Linked DNA regions of Mus musculus: region 1 is linked to region 2. Evidence: chromatin contacts called from public promoter capture Hi-C data. All regions are on one chromosome and are shown on one strand. Each heading gives the region's core, a stretch centred on a gene start, on an enhancer-like site or on the middle of the called end of the contact. The rest is flanking DNA. Distances are from core to core; before and after follow the strand shown. Region 1 holds the start of Hp1bp3 (heterochromatin protein 1, binding protein 3). Region 2 holds the start of Rpl11 (ribosomal protein L11).

Region 1 (4,320 bases), core at 1,320-3,819, 2.2 Mb before region 2:
GATACACATGCCTCTGCCTCCCAAGTGCTGGAATTAAAGTCGTGTGCCACTATGCCCAGCTTAAATTCACTTCTCATTAACAGCTAACAGCATGGATGGGTAGCCAGGACTGCCTTAACACTGTCAGTGTACCTTGTAACAGAACTTTTTGTTCCAACCGTTGACTCTGAATGATAAGACCTTTTAGACAGCTGTATTAGCTCCCTGGCCGGGATATTTTTTGCAGGGATGGGAGTCAAGGGGGATCTTAATAGCCCAGGTTAGCCCACCTCCCCAGTGCTGGCATTACAGCTGCACACCACTCTGGAAGTGGATAGGTCATTTTTTTCTACTGAGTCACAGATACAAAACTGGGTGCCTAAAAGATAACAGGGTCAGAATGAGAGTTCAACAAATATTTGCTAAAGAATGAAAATGGTTCTTTAACCTGGCTTCATATGGTGTGGAAACCAAACTATATTTCCACTTAGGGTTTATCAAGTTCTCCTGTGGCCACAAATTTTGGGTTCTTTTTATTGAATGCGTAAATAGTAACATGACTTACTTTTGACAAAGGAGATGCCTAAATTGTTTTAATACAGGCAGTAAAAACTTGCAGAAGTAGAAAGCCCAATTCCATGGTGGTAGTTTATGCCATTAGAAAAGGCAGCCGGTCTGGGGCTACGGCATGTATTTCAAATTACTGCGTCAGCATTTTTAGCAAGAGTGTCACCATAAACTCCATGTAATATGCATCCTTTCTAATGTCACTAACAGACCAGTAAATCCCTCACACAGCTCCCAGGCTTTTCCTCACTCAGATAAAACATCGTGATTGCTAGCGACTTTCCCATTTCATTAAGTAGCATGTAGTGATATCTATCACGGCCAGGGATAGAGGCCGATCAAACACACAGCTCCACAGGGCTCCAGTTTAGACTTGCATCTGCACAGGCCTCAGTAACTTCCTAGTCAGCGTCCAGGGGTCCACCTCCTAAGTAAGTATGAAAGCTAGGGCTAAGAACCTCAATCTTAACCCTACTACATGTGTACTCTCCGGTGTCAGTTCACAGTAGCACCCCCTGCACTCACACACAGGAGGCTGAGGCAGGAGGAGCACAGAGTCCCAAGGAAGCATTAGGGAGACCACCTCAAAAACAAAATTTGAGAGCAGCTTTGAACAAATCACTCTGAAACTGAAAGCTCGTGGCAGCCTTATATGGCCTATGCTGAAGATAAAATTGAAGATAAAATAAAAATTAAAAACTTCAAACGATTTCCTAATAGCTTCTAGGCCCTTCTGGCTAAGATCAAATGCAGAATGACTCTCTAGACACATTTCACGTCTAAGATGCTTGCGTATGAGGTCCAGGTCTAATAAGACTCGTTCTCCAAAGCAACGGGCAGTCGGAGAAGGGCAGTAAAGCAGCCTGGGGGAGAAGTCATGAGCACTTCTGGCTGTGAAGGAGGGTTTAGCTCAAGGGCGTTAAGGAAAACTGCCTGCTTAAGTCTGGATCGACTCGGGCCTAGGCTTAAGACGGCTGCCACTGACAATCCTGCGCCGGCCTGGGGAGCGCGGCGGAGGCCGGGGGAGGTGTAGGCTCGCGGGGGACACAGAAGCGCAAGGCCGTCGGGGTAGCGGCGGCGGCGACAGCAGCGAAGCGACAGCGCCCAGAGGCTGAGCATCGCCCGGAGGAGCAGCGAAGACAAAGGCGGGAGCGAGCGGCTGCGCGACAGAGAGCCGTGGCGGTGACAGCGCAGGGCTAGCGGGAGTGGGGAGTAAGATGGGCGCGGGACTGCTGAGGGCGGCGGCGGAGGTACCGCGCAGAGACCACGCCGCGCTCCTGGCTGCGGGGACCCGGCGGCGACCAGCGGCGACCGGCGTGGCCTCAGCTCTGCACACTCACCACTGGGGACTCCGTAATGGCGGCCACGGCGGCGGCGGGGGCGGAGAAGCCGGGAGGGCGGGCCCGCCGCAGCCACTCACTAGTGCCGGCATCTTTCGAACCGGGCTTGAAGACAAGTTGACAGTAGGCCGAGGGGAGGAGGGCGCGGCGGAAGTCGGGCCACAGGCCTCGGAGCATGCGCAAGCCCGCAGCCAATAGGGCTCCGCGGCGCACGCCGGAGCATGCGCACTGAGACAAGCACGGAGGGGGGGTGGGCCCGACCCGAGAAGAGCTGCCCCTCCTCCCCAAGTCCAAACAAAACAAGGGCGGGAGCGCGCGCCGCGGGGCCCGAGTGGCCCGCGCGCCAGGGGCAGGGGCCGGGTGGCGGGCGCGACGCGAGAGGGCGCAGCGGCCGCGGCGGACGGACAAAAGCCGCCGGCCTTCGGTGCCCGCGTCCCGCCTCTTGCGCCCGGGCAGCGGCGTCAGCGCCCAGGCCGGTGGCCCTCCGCTACTCACTCGCGCACGGAGCTCGCGCCCACTCCCTGCGCGCCGGGTCCGGGTCCATCCCGCGTTACCTCTGAGCTCCGGCGCCCGCGTTCCCGTACGGCCTCTCGGCGTTGCCGCGGACCACCGATCGCCGACTCGCGACACCGCTGTCCTCCAGGCCGGGCACCGAGCTCTGCCGCCCCGCCCCCCTGCCCGCGGCCTCACGCGCGCGCCCCCGCGCCGGCCCCGCCCCCGCGCGCGCCCGCCAAGTGGGTCCCCGGGCGGGCGCGCAGGGGCGCGACAGGGCGCTCGTGGGGGAGGTGGGGGGGAACGGCGGACGACGGGAGGCAGAGCGTGGCTGGGAGCGCTAGCTTCCTGGCTGCGTCCTGCGTGCTCGGCGCAGTCTCTGTCTCCGACCCCGAGTCCTTCGGGTTTGGGGTTCCAGCCTCCCTTTAGCCCTGGAAGACGGTGCTAGACAACAACAGCCACTTCCTGAGTCCACAGGGAATTGGCAGTGTAGTGAGCAAGGACTGGTCATACACGGCCTGGAAGATGCGTGAGCCGGGCTGCCCCCAGCTTCTTGATTTGCATGCACAGACAGCTTCCCCACCCCCAGCACCCAAAAGAAACCACGGAATTAGAAGGGAGTCGCCTTTTATTTGGCACTTTACGTTGAGATCTGCCTATTCATGTAATGTGCACACCACCGCCTTTGAAAATTGTAGTTCTTGGGGCTGAAGAAGTAGTTTAGTTGTTAGTATGTGTCTAGTCTGAAGAAAGCCCTGGGTGCCATCGCCAGCACCTAGAGCCCAGTGTGATGACGCAGACTCAATAGGTGGCATCAAGAGGATCGAAATTTCAAGGCCATTTTGGGTAGGTAACCAACCTGAGGCCAGCTTGGAATGCACGAGAGCCTGTGTAAAGAAGGAAAAGGAAATGAAGGATTGCAGGTGTAGTTCTTCAAAGCCACTTTGGAAAAATTCAATGTACCTCAAGTAGCCGGAGTCTTGTGGGTATCGGCCTGGTACATGCATGGCACCGCAACTGCAGGTCAATCAAAGCGCTTATTACGGAAACCAATTAGACACACTTTCAGTCCTCTCCACCTGCCAGAGTGGCTGAAACTCCAAGGGTTCTAAGAAGATTAAATAAATCACCCCACCAAAAATTCCTCCCTGGTGAGCGTCTGTACTAGTGACATCACCCATTCCCCTGAACACTGGGATCATGGGCAATCTCTTCAAAGGGATTTATGGGGAGGATCTGAGAGGATTTGGAGAGGAGGGGACCTGATCAAGTATGTCATATGAAAAAAAAATTAAATATTAAAAAGGGATTTTGGTCTTTTTGAAGAATTCTGTTTTAAAACCATCTTTTAATTTTTTATATGTGTGTGTACCTGTTTGTATGTGTTCCGGGTGTGTGCAGATGTCTAAGGATTGTCTGCACTCCTGGGAATTGAGTTAGTAGGTTGTAAGCTGTCTGATGTGGGTGCTGGGAACCAAACCGAGATCCTCTACAAGAGCAAGGGACCTCAGCCACGGAGACACCTGTCCCCATCCCACTTTTATGTATTGGCATAATTGGGAACTTGCTACATTTGGTGTGTGTCCTTGTTTGAGACAGGATCTCTCTATGTAGTTTTGCCTGTTGACATTTCATCTAGGCTATGTCCCACAGTTACCTGGCAATAGCCAGGTGTGTCTAACTCACTAAAAAAGGCGCTTCTTTGCCCCCTCCTCGATCTCTTGCTCTTGCTCTGACCTCTCACCCCTTGCCCCTCCCTCTCCACATGGTCATAACCTGCCCCCCCCTCTTTCTCTGCCTTCCAACTCCCCTCCCCATGCCCTGAATAAACCCTATTCTATACACTACATCCATCTATGGCTGGTCTCTCAGGGGGAAGGGATGCCTCAGCATGGGCCCACAGAGACACCCCCTTATCTCACATTATACCTGGCCTCTATCA
Region 2 (4,086 bases), core at 1,241-3,740:
TCTGGGAGCAGTGTGGGAGAGAACCCAGAGCCAGCAGCAGTAAACTTTTTGGTAATGTCCTGAAGCAGAACTCTCATTTCTTCTTCCCTTGCCACCACTTCTCCTATGGCATTAGGAATCCTCTCTCTCTCTCTCTCTCTCTCTCTCTCTCTCTCTCTCTCTCTTCTCTCTCTCTCTCTCTTCTCTCTCTTCTCTCTCTCTCTCTCTCTCTCTCTCTCTCTCTCTCTCTTTGGTTTTTTTTATTTTTTTTTTGAGACAGGGTTTCTCTGTGTAGACCAGGCTGGTCTCAAACTCGGAAATTCACCTTCCCCTGCCTCCCAAGTGCTGGGATTAAAGGCAAGTGCCACCACGCCTGGCCCCATGTGTCTCATTCTGCTCTGTGTTAGGGGTCACTCATAACTGGATTTTTTGGCTTCTTTATTGGGTTCTATTATCTGTTGCAGCAGCAACGGGGAGCAACAACATGGGGAGCAGCAGCTGTCACAGGCCCTCTTGGGCCCCTTGCATTTAAGCTTTCTGAAGTGTCCCCAGAATTCAAAACATAAACATCTACAGCTTGTGAAAATCACACCCCTTCTAGAGCATAAAAGAAATCATAGTTATTGGGCATGGATAATCTGAAACAGCCCCATGTCCCCCACCTGGGATCAAAACAAGAACATAATCACATAACATAACTGGGCTTTAAAAAAACAAACTAGTCGGTCATGGTGGTGCACACCTTTAATCCCAGCACTCGGGAGGCAGAGGCAGGCGGATTTCTGAGTTCGAGGCCAGCCTGGTCTACAAAGTGAGTTCCAGGACAGCCAGGGCTACACAGAGAAACCCTGTCTTGAAAAATACCAAAAACAAAACAAACAAACAAACAAACTGAAATTCTCATTATGTGTAGGTTTGAAAGGTTGGAAATGCTGGGGGGCTTCTGGCCTCCCTGTGTGGGTTAGAGAAGGGTACTGGGGGCAGCAGGAAGGAGAGGGCAGGCCCTTTTTCTACCGAAGGCGTCTGTGTTCTTCTTTGCCCATGCATTCATGTTAGAGAAACTGACTGACTCAAGGAAGGCCAGCATCTGCCTGGGATGTGGATCTTGGTGGTCCTCATCCTTGAGTTCAGCTTCTGAGGATTCAATGTAACCCTGGAAGGGGGCGTGTCCTATAGTCTGTAACTGATGATCTCTTCTCAGAAGCATCTGTAAGCCATTGTCAGATCTCTCTCTCTCTCTCTCTCTCTCTCTCTCTCTCTCTCTCACCTCTGATGTCCTTTTTCTTTTTAGCTACCATGTCTAATACTTCTTTTGGAAGGTGGGTGTTGCTTGGATGTTGTAGGCTTGACTTAATTATAAAAGTAACAACTTACATACTTCACTGAATTACACAGTAACCCATGACACAGAAGTAGCTGTTTTACACAAGGGGAAAACAGACAGAAGTAATTTTAATTAGTAACTAGCTAGTTGGATCAAACCCACACCTGCCTGTATTCACAGCTCAGGACTCTTATTTTCAAAATTTACTTTTTATTTATTAGTTTATCTGTATTTAAGTTTTTCCTGCACATATGTCCTTGTAAGTGTGTGCCTGGGGTCCTCAGAAGGAAGACAAGGGCATCAGACTGGAACAGCTGATTTAAGCCACTACTCTGATTTGTATACTTGTTAACATAGTTACAAAGTAAAGGGTCTAGAATCTGTATGGTTTCTTTTTATCTTCGCACTTATTTTATGTATGAGTACTCTATCTGCATGTACACCTGCATACCAGAAGAGGGCATCAGATCCCATTACAGATGTCTGTGAGCTACCATGTGGTTGTTGATAATTGAACTCAGGACCTTGGGAAGAGCTGTCAAGTGCTCTTAACTACTGCGCTGTCTCTCCAGCCTCAGCTGATTTTTTTGTTTTTGTTTTTGTTTTTGTTTTTCGAGACAGGGTTTCTCAGTCTAACCTTGGCTGTCCTGGAACTCACTCTGTAGACCAGAATTCAGAAATCCACCTGCCTCTGCCTCCCAAGTGCTGGGATTGAAGGCGTGCGCCACCACTGCCTGGCGTCTCAGCTTATTTATTTATAAAAATTATTTTATTTATATGGGTGTTTTGCCTGTATGCACACATGGCCTGATGCCTGTAGATGCCAGAAGAGGGATCTGTCTCCCTGGAACTGGAGGCACAACCAGTTTTGAAATACCGTGTTCATGCCGGGAATTTTGTTCTTAACTGTAAAGCCTTCTCTCTAGCCCTTTGCTCAACTGATTTAATGGACTTTGGGCAGTGACATCACTCAAGAACCACCAGGTTCTGAGACTGTTCTTGGAGTCATGGACTCAAGAACATACCAGCATCGGACAACCCACGACCTAGTCTTTTGCCCAAGATGACTGCAGTTTCGAGGACAGTCCACTAGAGGTGGCAGCGCCACGACAGCTATGCCTCTCTTTCCCCCTCTCCCCTCGTTTGTCTGCCTAGAAGAAAAGCCCGCCTCCTGACCCATAAGGCCACGGGGCCGGAAGTCTCCCTCTCTCTTCCTGTTCTCCACCATGGCGGTGAGTAGGCGAGAGTTGGCTTTGCCTCGCTTTCATCCGTCTCCATCCGCAGTCGGCGGAGCCCAGGGCGGCTGTCTCGCGGGTGGCCGGAGGAGGACGGAGCCCGCGAGGCTGTTGGCATTAAGCCCGGCGGGACTGGGCGGCCGTGGGGCACCCCCGCCGCATCGCCGCCCATCCTAAGAATGGGGCTCAGGTCTGCAGCCCCGAGGGCCCAGACGCAGTGTCTGGGGGCTGCCGGAAGTGCGAGCGCGACGTGCGGAGGTCCACGGCGGGGCCAAGGGGACACTTGCAGCTTGTGTGGTGCTGGGGAGTTTCTGCGAGTCCTACTCGCAGGACCCGTGCTAGCTTGGGAAGGGGGACGGCATGGCGCAGAGGCCGGTACTTCCTGTAGTTTTGATTAGGGTTACATTGTATACTTTCTACGATCTCTAGTGTCTGTTCCCTACTCGTGGATCCGCTTGGGATTCAGGCTCTCTCTCTGTGTTCGTTCTCTTCCAAACGCGGAGACCTTGGTGGTCCCGAGGGCTTAGGCGGGATCCGGGACGATAGAAGTCAGAGCGGAGAAGACCTTGGCTGTTTCTCGTCTCTGACGGGGCGGGAGGGTGTTGATGGCTGTGTCCCTCTTCGCAGCAAGATCAAGGGGAAAAGGAGAACCCCATGCGGGAACTGCGCATCCGCAAGCTCTGCCTCAATATCTGCGTCGGGGAGAGCGGAGACAGACTGACCCGGGCAGCCAAGGTGTTGGAGCAGCTCACAGGCCAGACCCCGGTGTTCTCCAAAGGTGAGTGGCGGTGGGCTGACCAGAGAGGAGTGGATCTGGAAAGCTTGCTTCATCTGACCGGAGCACGGGTGCAAATGGACTTATAACGTGAGCTGTCGTGGGCCTGGTTGACAGCTAAGAACAGGGTTAATACCGTACACTGTTGGCATGAGGTCCTATCCATGCTTTTATTTGTATTTGTGTGTGTGTGCATGGGTACTCTGTTTGCATGCATGCCCACATGACAGAAGAGGGAATCAGATCCCGTTTCTGTTGGTTGTGAACAACCGTGTAGGTCCTCAGAACCTGTTAAACCTCTGAGCCATCTTTCCAACACCCCCCCACCAGTGCTTCTTAACTTCTGGCTCTGCCTCAACTCACTTAAAATGAATTGTGATTCCCTTGTTTGGCCACATGACAGGAGTTACCTTGCTAGAAACATGGAGTCTGTTGCTAGTGTGGTTGTGGGTGGTCTGTGATTGGGTTTGGATACTGTTTCTTAGGACCACAGTCAGCATTTTGAAAACACTGGCTTTTGTCAGTTTTAGTCTCCCAATTAGAGCATAATCATTGGTTGGGCCTGATAGCCCACAACTGTAACCCCATTACCCAGGCTGAAGCAGGAGGATTGCTGCCAGTTCAAGGCCAGCCTGGGCTACATTTGAGATTTTTCTCTCTCAAGGAATGTAACAGTCTTGCTAACCTGTGTCTGTTACTATGGCCATGCTGTTTGAGGTTCTTAGTATGGCTGGGTAAATTAGAGATGGAAAGCTCTGTTTTCTGTGTTGTGG

Evidence for each region. Promoter capture Hi-C pulls out the DNA fragments that hold promoters and counts their contacts.
Region 1: a promoter capture Hi-C map of erythroid cells shows a contact between it and region 2, with 7 times the contacts expected there. The contact joins the promoter of Hp1bp3 here to the promoter of Rpl11 in region 2.

The regions. Positions count from the first base shown.
Region 1 is chr4:138,214,861-138,219,180 of GRCm38.p6, reverse strand. It overlaps Hp1bp3 (heterochromatin protein 1, binding protein 3), which reads right to left and starts at 2,569. Exons shown (of 13, transcript NM_010470.3): 1 at 2,441-2,569.
Region 2 is chr4:136,051,797-136,055,882 of GRCm38.p6, reverse strand. It overlaps Rpl11 (ribosomal protein L11), which reads left to right and starts at 2,490. Exons shown (of 6, transcript NM_025919.3): 1 at 2,490-2,535; 2 at 3,166-3,316. The coding sequence starts at 2,530.